2 separate regions of the Mus musculus genome follow, and region 2 is linked to region 1. A link is a contact called in public Micro-C data. All regions are on one chromosome and are shown on one strand. The core of a region is the stretch at or near the end of the contact, and the rest is flanking DNA. Distances in the headings are between cores, read along the strand shown. Region 1 holds the start of Denn2b (DENN domain containing 2B). Region 2 holds the start of Hmx3 (H6 homeobox 3).

Region 1 (4,427 bases), core at 819-3,318:
GGCAGACCCTCGGGCCACAAAACTGATGCATACAGTATACATTCAGGCTGCCAGAACCAGTGGTAGAGCCAGCGCTTGTACTGGCAAGCTGACCCGAAGTTAATCAGAAGGCCCCCTTATTGTTTGCTCGGACACAAAAGACACACTGTTCAGAAAGTTCAAGAAGGAAAAACCAAAGAGCCAGGAACAACAGCTGTTCCCTGGCCCCACTGAGAAACTAAAAGCTTCCACAAAGTTCCTTGAGGCCAGGAGTAAGTGGAAGATGTAACATGGCTGAAGTGAAGTGCATTTCTTAAGGGGCTTTCCTGCAGGAGAGTCCGCAACTCTCATCTTTCTCTTAACATTATGGATGGCCTGACTACTTTAACACCTATAAAACTACCTTTCTGGAAGGCTTTCCTTTCCTAGACACGCTGTGTTTACCACACATCACTCCTCTGAAATTTAGGACAAGGCATGCATGACTGGACACTGTGTGTGCTGGGATTTGGTTAAAATAGGAGCAAAAGGGATCATACAGCATAGTCCTTCAAGTTCCCAGCTCCCCGTAGCTGTAGTGTTAAGACAGCTCTCTGCAACATCTGGATGAGACAGATATTTGCAAGTCCCCAAAACCCAAGAAAGTCCCCTCCACAACTCAAGAAACCCTGTGATGGGCATCATTAATGGGGAGGGGGTTGTTTCCTATTTCCAAAGCTACTTCATAGACAGTGCAAGGCCCCCGCTCAGATATTGTTGTGCCAGTCCCTCTGCCCTGTCAAGTGTCCCAGATGGACTTGAAACTCACTGCAGGCTCCTCTCTGAGCTTCATTAGCTACTTTGATTGTTGTTACAAGTCAGACATAGCAGCATGGAGATAAGAGAGCACGAGGTAAAACCGACCAAGCTGCTCAAAAGTTTCCACATAAGAACTTCAACAGTGCTAGAGCGATGAGAACTCATTTTCCTATAAAAGAACCTTCCTGTGAAAATATCCAGTGGCTTTGTGCTAAATAAAAGCAGAGTGAAGCCTAAACATCTCCGATTCAGCCAGAGTGAGATTAGCTAGATTTGCAAAGTCAAGAAAATTGGCAGTTTCCCTCCTCCTCCCGGAGCTAATAGAATCCAACTGTTGGAGTATGACATCATTCTCGACCCCCAAACTCTGAAGTGAAGAGCACAGACACTGGCCTGCCATAAACAGCCCGACTCAAAGCAAGGGGCTCAGAGGTGCCCTTACCTGGTAGTCCGGGTGATTTCTTGCCCACTCCATTCTCCACAGAGGCTGGCTCACACCACAGTCGCTTAGGGAGCCCAGGGCCCCCAGATCCACTGGCTTAAGCTCCAGTACCTGCTGCGAACTTCCCACAGCTCCTTCCTCTGACCTTTCAAGACACTCCTTCCAGCCAAGTGAGCAGAGCTAGCGCAGCTAGCCAGTCAGGCTGGTTGTCATGGAGACCTGTCCTAGGCTGCACACACGCTTGCAGGCTTGCTCTCACTCAGCTAGGCGCTCTCCCTCAACCCGGTGTCCCAGGAGCGAGCTAGCACGCGCACGTTTATGCGTGCGCGTGCTTCTACACATTCTCTGAGTTCTAGCCGGCCTTGAAACAGCGCGGTCTTTTGATCGGCTCAGTTTATGCATGCATTCCACTCCTCCTACCTCCCTTCCAGTCAACCAGGAGCCCAGGTCTGTTCCTGGGAACTTGCTGCAACAACCCAGAGGGGAGAAGGGTGAGGACAGTGAGTGGACTTGTTTTCCTCCCCTCTAGTGTCTCAGCTTTTATAACTTGGAAGAATCCCTGCCAAAGGGGAGGGAGCTAGCTGAAGGCTTGGAGGGGAAGCAAGCACTTCCTCTGGGTCCTGCAGCAGCAGCGGAATGAGGAGGGACCCTGATGCGTGCTGCCTCAACTTGTTTGTTCGCTTGGGATTTTTCAGGAGCATTTGGGGCAGAAACACAGTTCACATCCTAGAAGCTGGCCTAGACTGGCCTCTCTGGTTACCTTGTTGACTGTTCAGGTCCTGGAGACAGCTTTTAGCCAGTACAGGGTCCCATGGTACTAGTGCCAGAGCCCAAGCAGTCTCTTGTCTTCCTGCAAAGGAGAAGAAACAAACTAGATCAGGATTAGGAGGAACACTGTTTAAGTCTACAGTCAGAGCCAGGACATCAAACACAATGCAAACAGCCTCCTCTCTGAACAAAAGATCCACAGCCCAGGCCTCCAATGAGAAACTGTACAAGTGCCAGGGCCGTACCTGGGACACAGAAGGCCCTTTTAGTAGCCCTATGTATACTTTTGCTTGGATGCTGCCTAACCCTCTCAAAATAGATGTACTAGTTTGTTTGATGCTCTTAACACACTGGTCAGATAGGTTTGCTACCATTTTATAGATGGGATCACTGAGGCCCAGAGAGATCAGATACTTGATCCACACTTACCTAACTAGTTAGGAACTGAGAGTAGAGACAAGTCAAGGGTCTCCTAGTCCTTTATGTTTTGCTATAAAGTACACAGAAGCCTGATCTTGAAAACCAGCTCATTTTCTAAGAACCACAAGTGTGGGCCTCCAAGGGAAAGTGAAGACTCTATCTAAGTCCTGTTAAGGTAAATCTATCTGCCACCCTTCTAGCCCAAAGATTTAATGACCGATAACATCTATGACATGCACAATATCTGCTGCAAACTAGAGAAAAAATGCCCTGCCCTACCCCCAAGTACTATCTTACATCTTCCCAAAATAACCTCCCAAATCCTGGTTCATTTTTTTCTCTGACAGAGTAGTCCTAAAAGTTACGACTGGTGTTATATTAATTTAACACATTTTAAAAATGTATCTAAAGTAAAGTTAAATTACTTGCTCCCATTTACTGAACCAGGAAATGAGAGATCCAAAACCAGTGTCCAAGCCTTTCAACTTTCTGGCATACATTAAGCAGAACAGTTGCCAAGAATACCAGAGCTAGAGTCACAAGACCTTAGCAGTGCCTGACCTCATCGCCAACTGGCCACCTGTCACTGAGCCAGCCTCCTCCCGACTTTCTACTTTCTATGAATATATCTCATACTGGGGTGGCAGAGGACTAGGGTGTGAGGTGCAGTGTCAAGGTGCTATTAGTCAAAAACACTTCAAATTAGGCACTCAGCTCTCATCCACCACCCCCCAATTGTTAGTACCTCTCCTCCACCAATCTAGTAGATATATTTTTCAAGTAGAACTCGGGGTTGGTAAATGGATTGACTGCATGTGGGAAGGTGGAGGCTGATGAGGATGAAGACAATGAGGCTCAAGGAGGCCATTCTCCAATGCTGCTCCTCAAAATAATGCTGGGGGAGGGGTGGGGGGGCCCTGATGGAATCTGTAACGCTTATCCCTTGCAGAATTCCTTGTGATGTTGACTCACCTTCAGTATGCTACAAAATTCCCAAAACCAGACTTTGGTTGACTTGAATTTAACTCACAAATATATGCTGAAGATAATACACAAAAACACGACATAAAACCCAAGTAGAAATGGCAGACTACTACAGATCCTTAAGTAGTGATAAGCCCAGAATCCCCACATCTGCATAGGAATTCAGTATCACTAAAGCTCTGTTTCTCTTTCCTCTTAAACACAGCAAATTCTGCTCTTTATCTGAACCCAAGGAACACACACCTGCCTAGTCTCCGAACCCAGATGAGGCAAGTCCACCCCTTTCTACAATAAGATCAAATTCACTGGAGTTGACAATATCAACTAAAATTTTCTGGGACCCTTCCAGTCAAACAGTGTGAGTCAGGCTACCAAAGCAGAAAGTCAGTCACTAAAGTAATCTAAATGTTAAAAGCCCTAAGACCAGACACACAACGCAGGCCATGCTCCCCCTAGCGGCACACCGGAGTTAGAGATTCTTTGGTATCTTGTCCTTAGAAAGAATAAAGTTGGGGCCTGAATTGGGGAGACCAGAACCCTTCTGTTGCATATGAGCTCCTGGAACTGGAAAGAAGCAAGGCCAGCCGACTTCCTCTGTTGCCTCTGCAGGACTGGATTCAGATCACGCCTGATTGGCTTTTTCTGAAGGAGGATTGTACAGACCCACGTTGTCTGCCAGTGGGTCAGTCAAGCTTGTAATACCAATTTCTCAGGAGGCTGAAGTAAACTGCAATGTCACCAACTGCCTTGGCTACAGAGGGCAGTCTGGGTAATTCAATGAAATCTTGTCTCAAAATTAAAAATAAGGGCTATAGGGTTAGAGAGATTGCTCAATGGCTAAGAACATAGTTACTTTTGCAGAGGAACCAGGTTTGGTTCCTAGCACCCACATGATGACTTACAACCATCCATAACTCCAGTTCCAGGAGATCCGATACCCTCTTCCAACCTCCATGGCACACGAATTTTACACAAACACACACACAGGCAAAATACTAATATACATAAATAAATCTTTAAAAATAAACAAACAAAA
Region 2 (4,495 bases), core at 607-3,106, about 22 Mb after region 1:
CAAAGGAATAATAGTAACCATTTATAGAAGCGCTACTTACAAGGCAATAGTAGGGTTCGTTACCGAGGGTGGATGTCAAAACTTTAAATACGACCTTCAAGACTTGGTAGAGGCGGTTCTGGTGCCTTAGGTCTGAAAAATAAAATAAACCTACTTCTCATTTGGGGACCCAAAACTGTCCAGGCTGCGCTAGGTAAGCAAGAGGAGCTTGAATTAGGCAAGACTCAACCGAAAGATAAAGAACGGGCTGAGGCGGAGGAAGTTCAGGTGTGAAGGGATTTTCATCCAGGCTGAGAACAAATTGTCATCTTTCTCGGGCCAAGGAACTATCACCAGGGGAAAGGACCCCATGGAAATCTAGAATTGAACTGATTGTCTCTCCGGCTTCCTGCTTGACCCAGGGAGCTGTTAAGGTCGAATGAGTCCAGCTATTCCTCAGAGGCCCGCCGAGATTCTCCAGGGACTTGGAGGCCCTTGGGACATGCTGCAGGTGTCGTTGCCAGGGTCACAAACGAGAAAGGTACTCTTCTGCGCCTTCGGTTCTTGGCGCCTATATTAAAGCATTAGGCAGTTCCAAATGCCACCCTTTGGGGGGAAAGTGCTGTGTTCAGATCGCAGGCTTAAAGTTGATCTTTGAGCCGCGGACACAGTCACCAAGAAAAGAGCGGTGTCCTTCGGAGTACAGTTGTCAGTGAGGAAACACCGCTACCCCGACAGTTGCACAGGGGAAGCGCGTGCACAGAGTCGCATACCCAACTCCTACTCCTGAAAGATTCAGAATCACTCATCCATTTTCAGGACCAAAGGCCAAGGCTACGCGGATTCCTAAGTCGGCAGACTCTCGACTAGACGAAGAGCGGGGAAGCTCTTTTTGGCCGCACCCTGATTAGCAGGTTTGGGGAAAGAAAGTACTGAGTTCTTTCGGGGCCGGGGAGGCGCCCTACTTCCTGGACCCGCACGGCCAAGGCTTTCCAGCCGCGTGGGGCAGCTGGCCTCTGCCAGGCCGGGAGGGGTGGGAGAGCGGCCGCTGCTAGCGCGGATAACCCGGAGGTGACCCAGGCCAGCCTGCTCTGCCCCTCCCCCTCAGGCAGACCGGACAGCAGCCAGCCCGCAGCCGAGCTGCAGGGGGTAGAGGGAGGTGCTTGCTCCAGACTGGAGCAGGTCCGTGCGCTCCGGCCCGCCGGGGGCGTCTCCTTCTTGAGGTCCCTCGCGCGCCTCCCGCTTGGTGGGAGCTCTCAGAGTGCCTCTTTAGCGAGAGCCAATATCCTTTTGTGCTAATAGGTTTGTCCTCATTTGCTGCCTAATTGGACTATATAAAGCCAATAACAGGCGGGCTCTCATAGCCCGAAGCCAAAGCGCCAAAATCCGAGGGAAGGCGAGGAGGGGGCGGTAGAGGAGGCGGCTGCGGGGCCTGGGCTCGGCTGCGCCTTGGCCGGCCTAATCCCATTTGCCATTGTACGCGCCCAATCGCCGTATACTCCCCGCATTTAACTTGGATGACATTTTGATTTCATCATTAGCATCCGGCGCCGGATTGACGCATCCCCAAGCCGGGGACCGCTCTCGCAGCCTCCTCCCGGGGAGCCGCAGCTCCTACCGGCCCCCTCGCTCCCTCGGCGCAGAGGCAGGTCCGCTCCCCGCCCCTCTGGACCCCTCCCCCCATGCGAGCCCGCCCCGGCCCGGTCCCCACCCCGCCCTCCCGCGGCTCGATTCGCGCCCGGGGCGGCCCCCGACTTTGAGCCCCGTAGTTGAGTTCCGTTTATGGTCTGATTTCCGGCCCCTAGCCTGCTCGCCCCGCCGCCCGCCGCCCGCCTGTCCCGCTCCCGCCCTCCGTGGGACCCGGAGGACTGGGGACCATGCCGGAGCCCGGGCCGGACGCCTCGGGCACTGCCAGCGCGCCGCCCCCGCAGCCACCGCCCCAACCTCCCGCGCCCAAGGAATCCCCGTTCTCCATCAGGAACCTGCTCAACGGAGACCATCACCGGCCGCCCCCGAAGCCTCAGCCGCCCCCACGAACGCTCTTTGCTCCGGCCTCGGCTGCTGCCGCCGCCGCCGCCGCTGCGGCCGCCGCAGCCAAAGGTGCCCTGGAGGGCGCCGCGGGCTTCGCGCTCTCGCAGGTGGGCGACCTGGCTTTCCCCCGCTTTGAGATCCCAGCGCAGAGGTTTGCCCTGCCCGCGCACTACCTGGAGCGCTCCCCGGCCTGGTGGTACCCCTACACCCTGACCCCCGCCGGCGGTCACCTCCCGCGACCAGAAGGTACCGACCTCTCTTTGAACTTTCGTTCTCCCCTCTTTCCCTGTGGGCCGGTCACATTCCCTCTCAGAGATGGTGTCACTGCAGTTAGGGATGCCCCGACACCTGCCAACCAGAGTTTTGGTTAACTTCCTTCGGCCTCTAGCCAGCATCTTTCCTGCGCCGCTCGGCTACGAGGCCAAGGAAACCAATCCCACTTGCTGAGAAAAGAAGTGCAGTTGGAGGCCCGGGCTCTGCGATTCCCGGAAAAAAATTGTCCTCCAGCAGGAATGGGTGGCTTGGGATGGCCTTGGGGGGTGGGGGGGAGGCCTGGAAGGCAGGGTTGAACCTTAGCAGTGGAGAATTTTCCCGCTGGCCCCTGGCGTGGGAAACGCGAGATAAAAGGAGCGGCCCTGATCCCACCATTGCCTGGCCAGTCCTAGAAAGGCGAAGAGATCTTAGATCTTTCTGCCCCACTGCAGCCCAGCGGGGACACGGGAGAACCGAGGCCCAGGGCCAGTAGCCCGAGGCCAACGTGTGGGTTGCGCTTGGTGCTCCCAGATCCCTGCCTCGCTCAAGGCTGTGTCGCTGTGCTTGTGTGTGCGTCCGTTTGTCTGTCTCCCCAGCCTCGGAAAAGGCCCTCCTGCGAGACTCCTCCCCTGCGTCCGGCACCGATCGAGACTCCCCGGAGCCTCTGCTCAAGGCTGACCCCGACCACAAGGAGCTGGACTCCAAGAGCCCGGACGAGATCATTCTGGAAGAGAGCGACTCGGAGGAAGGCAAAAAAGAAGGCGAGGCGGTGCCTGGCGCGGCCGGGACGACCGTAGGGGCGACTACGGCGACACCGGGCTCAGAGGACTGGAAGGCGGGCGCCGAGAGTCCCGAGAAGAAGCCGGCGTGCCGCAAAAAGAAGACGCGCACCGTCTTCTCGCGCAGCCAGGTCTTCCAGCTCGAGTCCACATTCGACATGAAACGCTACCTGAGCAGCTCGGAGCGCGCTGGCCTGGCCGCGTCGCTTCACCTCACCGAGACGCAGGTCAAGATCTGGTTCCAGAATCGCCGCAACAAGTGGAAGCGACAGCTGGCGGCCGAGCTGGAGGCGGCCAACCTGAGCCACGCCGCTGCGCAGCGCATCGTACGCGTGCCCATCCTCTACCACGAGAACTCTGCGGCCGAGGGGGCGGCAGCGGCTGCGGGGGCACCGGTGCCAGTCAGCCAGCCGCTGCTCACCTTCCCGCACCCAGTCTACTACTCGCACCCGGTGGTCTCGTCCGTGCCCCTACTAAGGCCGGTGTGAGATGGGACAGGGGACAGGGAGTGAGCACCCGGCCACCTTTTGGGGACCCCGGAGGAGACTGGGCCGGGCCGAGGGTGCCGGGCTGTGGCCAGCGACCTTGGGCTCACTGCCTTGCCTCCCACCCCCCAATAGCATTTTGTAAGTATTTGCAATGCATTTTCGTGCAATTAATTCCTATGAATTTGAGGCGCTTCTCCTCTTATTTTTGGTTTTGCTTACCATTGAGAGAAAACGGGGTGGGGCAGGGGGGAACGACAAAATTACCAGGTCAAAACTTCCAATTGAAAGTTCTTTAAAAAAAAAAAAAGTTCAGATCTCCCCTTAAATTACCATTGCTCTGTGGCTCTGAGGGTGTATTTTTACAGAAGGAAAATAAGCGAAAAATTCAACTTTTTTTTTTAGTTTATTCATTTTTCTGAGGAACTATTTTCAAAATCCCGAGAGAGAGAGAGAGAGAGAGAGAGAGAGAGAGAGAGAGAGAGAGGGAGAATTCATATCGAATTCATATTAATTCTGGATTTCTGGGTGTGGTTCTTTCCCCACACCCAATCAGTTATCCACCACCCACCTTCCAAAATCTGAGCGGCCTCTGGTAAGATCCTCACTTGGTCTGTCTGTGGCAGTCAACTCCATTTATCTCCGTTTGGACTGAAGAATTCACTAAACAAAATGTTTAAAGGGAAAACACAAAAGCCTCAAATCCAGACCTGTAACAGCTTCATATCTGGCTGAGTGGCAGTGGTCTTACTTATTCCTCGAATTTATTTAGTGGTAATATCACTATTACTACTTTGCCTGCTTCAGAAGTTGGTTTCCTCTCTCACGCTCTCTCTCTCTCTCTCTCTCTCTCTCACTTTCTTTTTTGTAGAAAAAAATACATTTTATCCTCTCCCGGTTTTTTGTTTTTTTGTTTTTACTTTACAACAACCGTTGTGCTTTGGCCTGTGCAATATTGTACAAAATTTC

Evidence for each region. A called contact is a pair of places that touch in the nucleus more often than the background predicts.
Region 2: a Micro-C map of embryonic stem cells shows a contact between it and region 1, with 26 times the contacts expected there. The contact joins the promoter of Hmx3 here to the promoter of Denn2b in region 1. A contact is called at or near these places in 2 of 39 promoter capture datasets (both in embryonic stem cells), 5 of 484 Hi-C or Micro-C datasets (all in embryonic stem cells) and 2 of 115 datasets of contacts at active chromatin or transcription factors (both in embryonic stem cells).

Annotation. Positions count from the first base shown.
Region 1 is chr7:109,615,079-109,619,505 of GRCm38.p6, forward strand. Denn2b (DENN domain containing 2B) reads right to left here and starts at 2,069. Exons shown (of 20, transcript NM_001001326.1): 1 at 1,980-2,069.
Region 2 is chr7:131,541,107-131,545,601 of GRCm38.p6, forward strand. Hmx3 (H6 homeobox 3) reads left to right here and starts at 1,857. Exons shown (of 2, transcript NM_008257.3): 1 at 1,857-2,256; 2 at 2,859-3,830. The coding sequence starts at 1,857. The coding sequence ends at 3,529.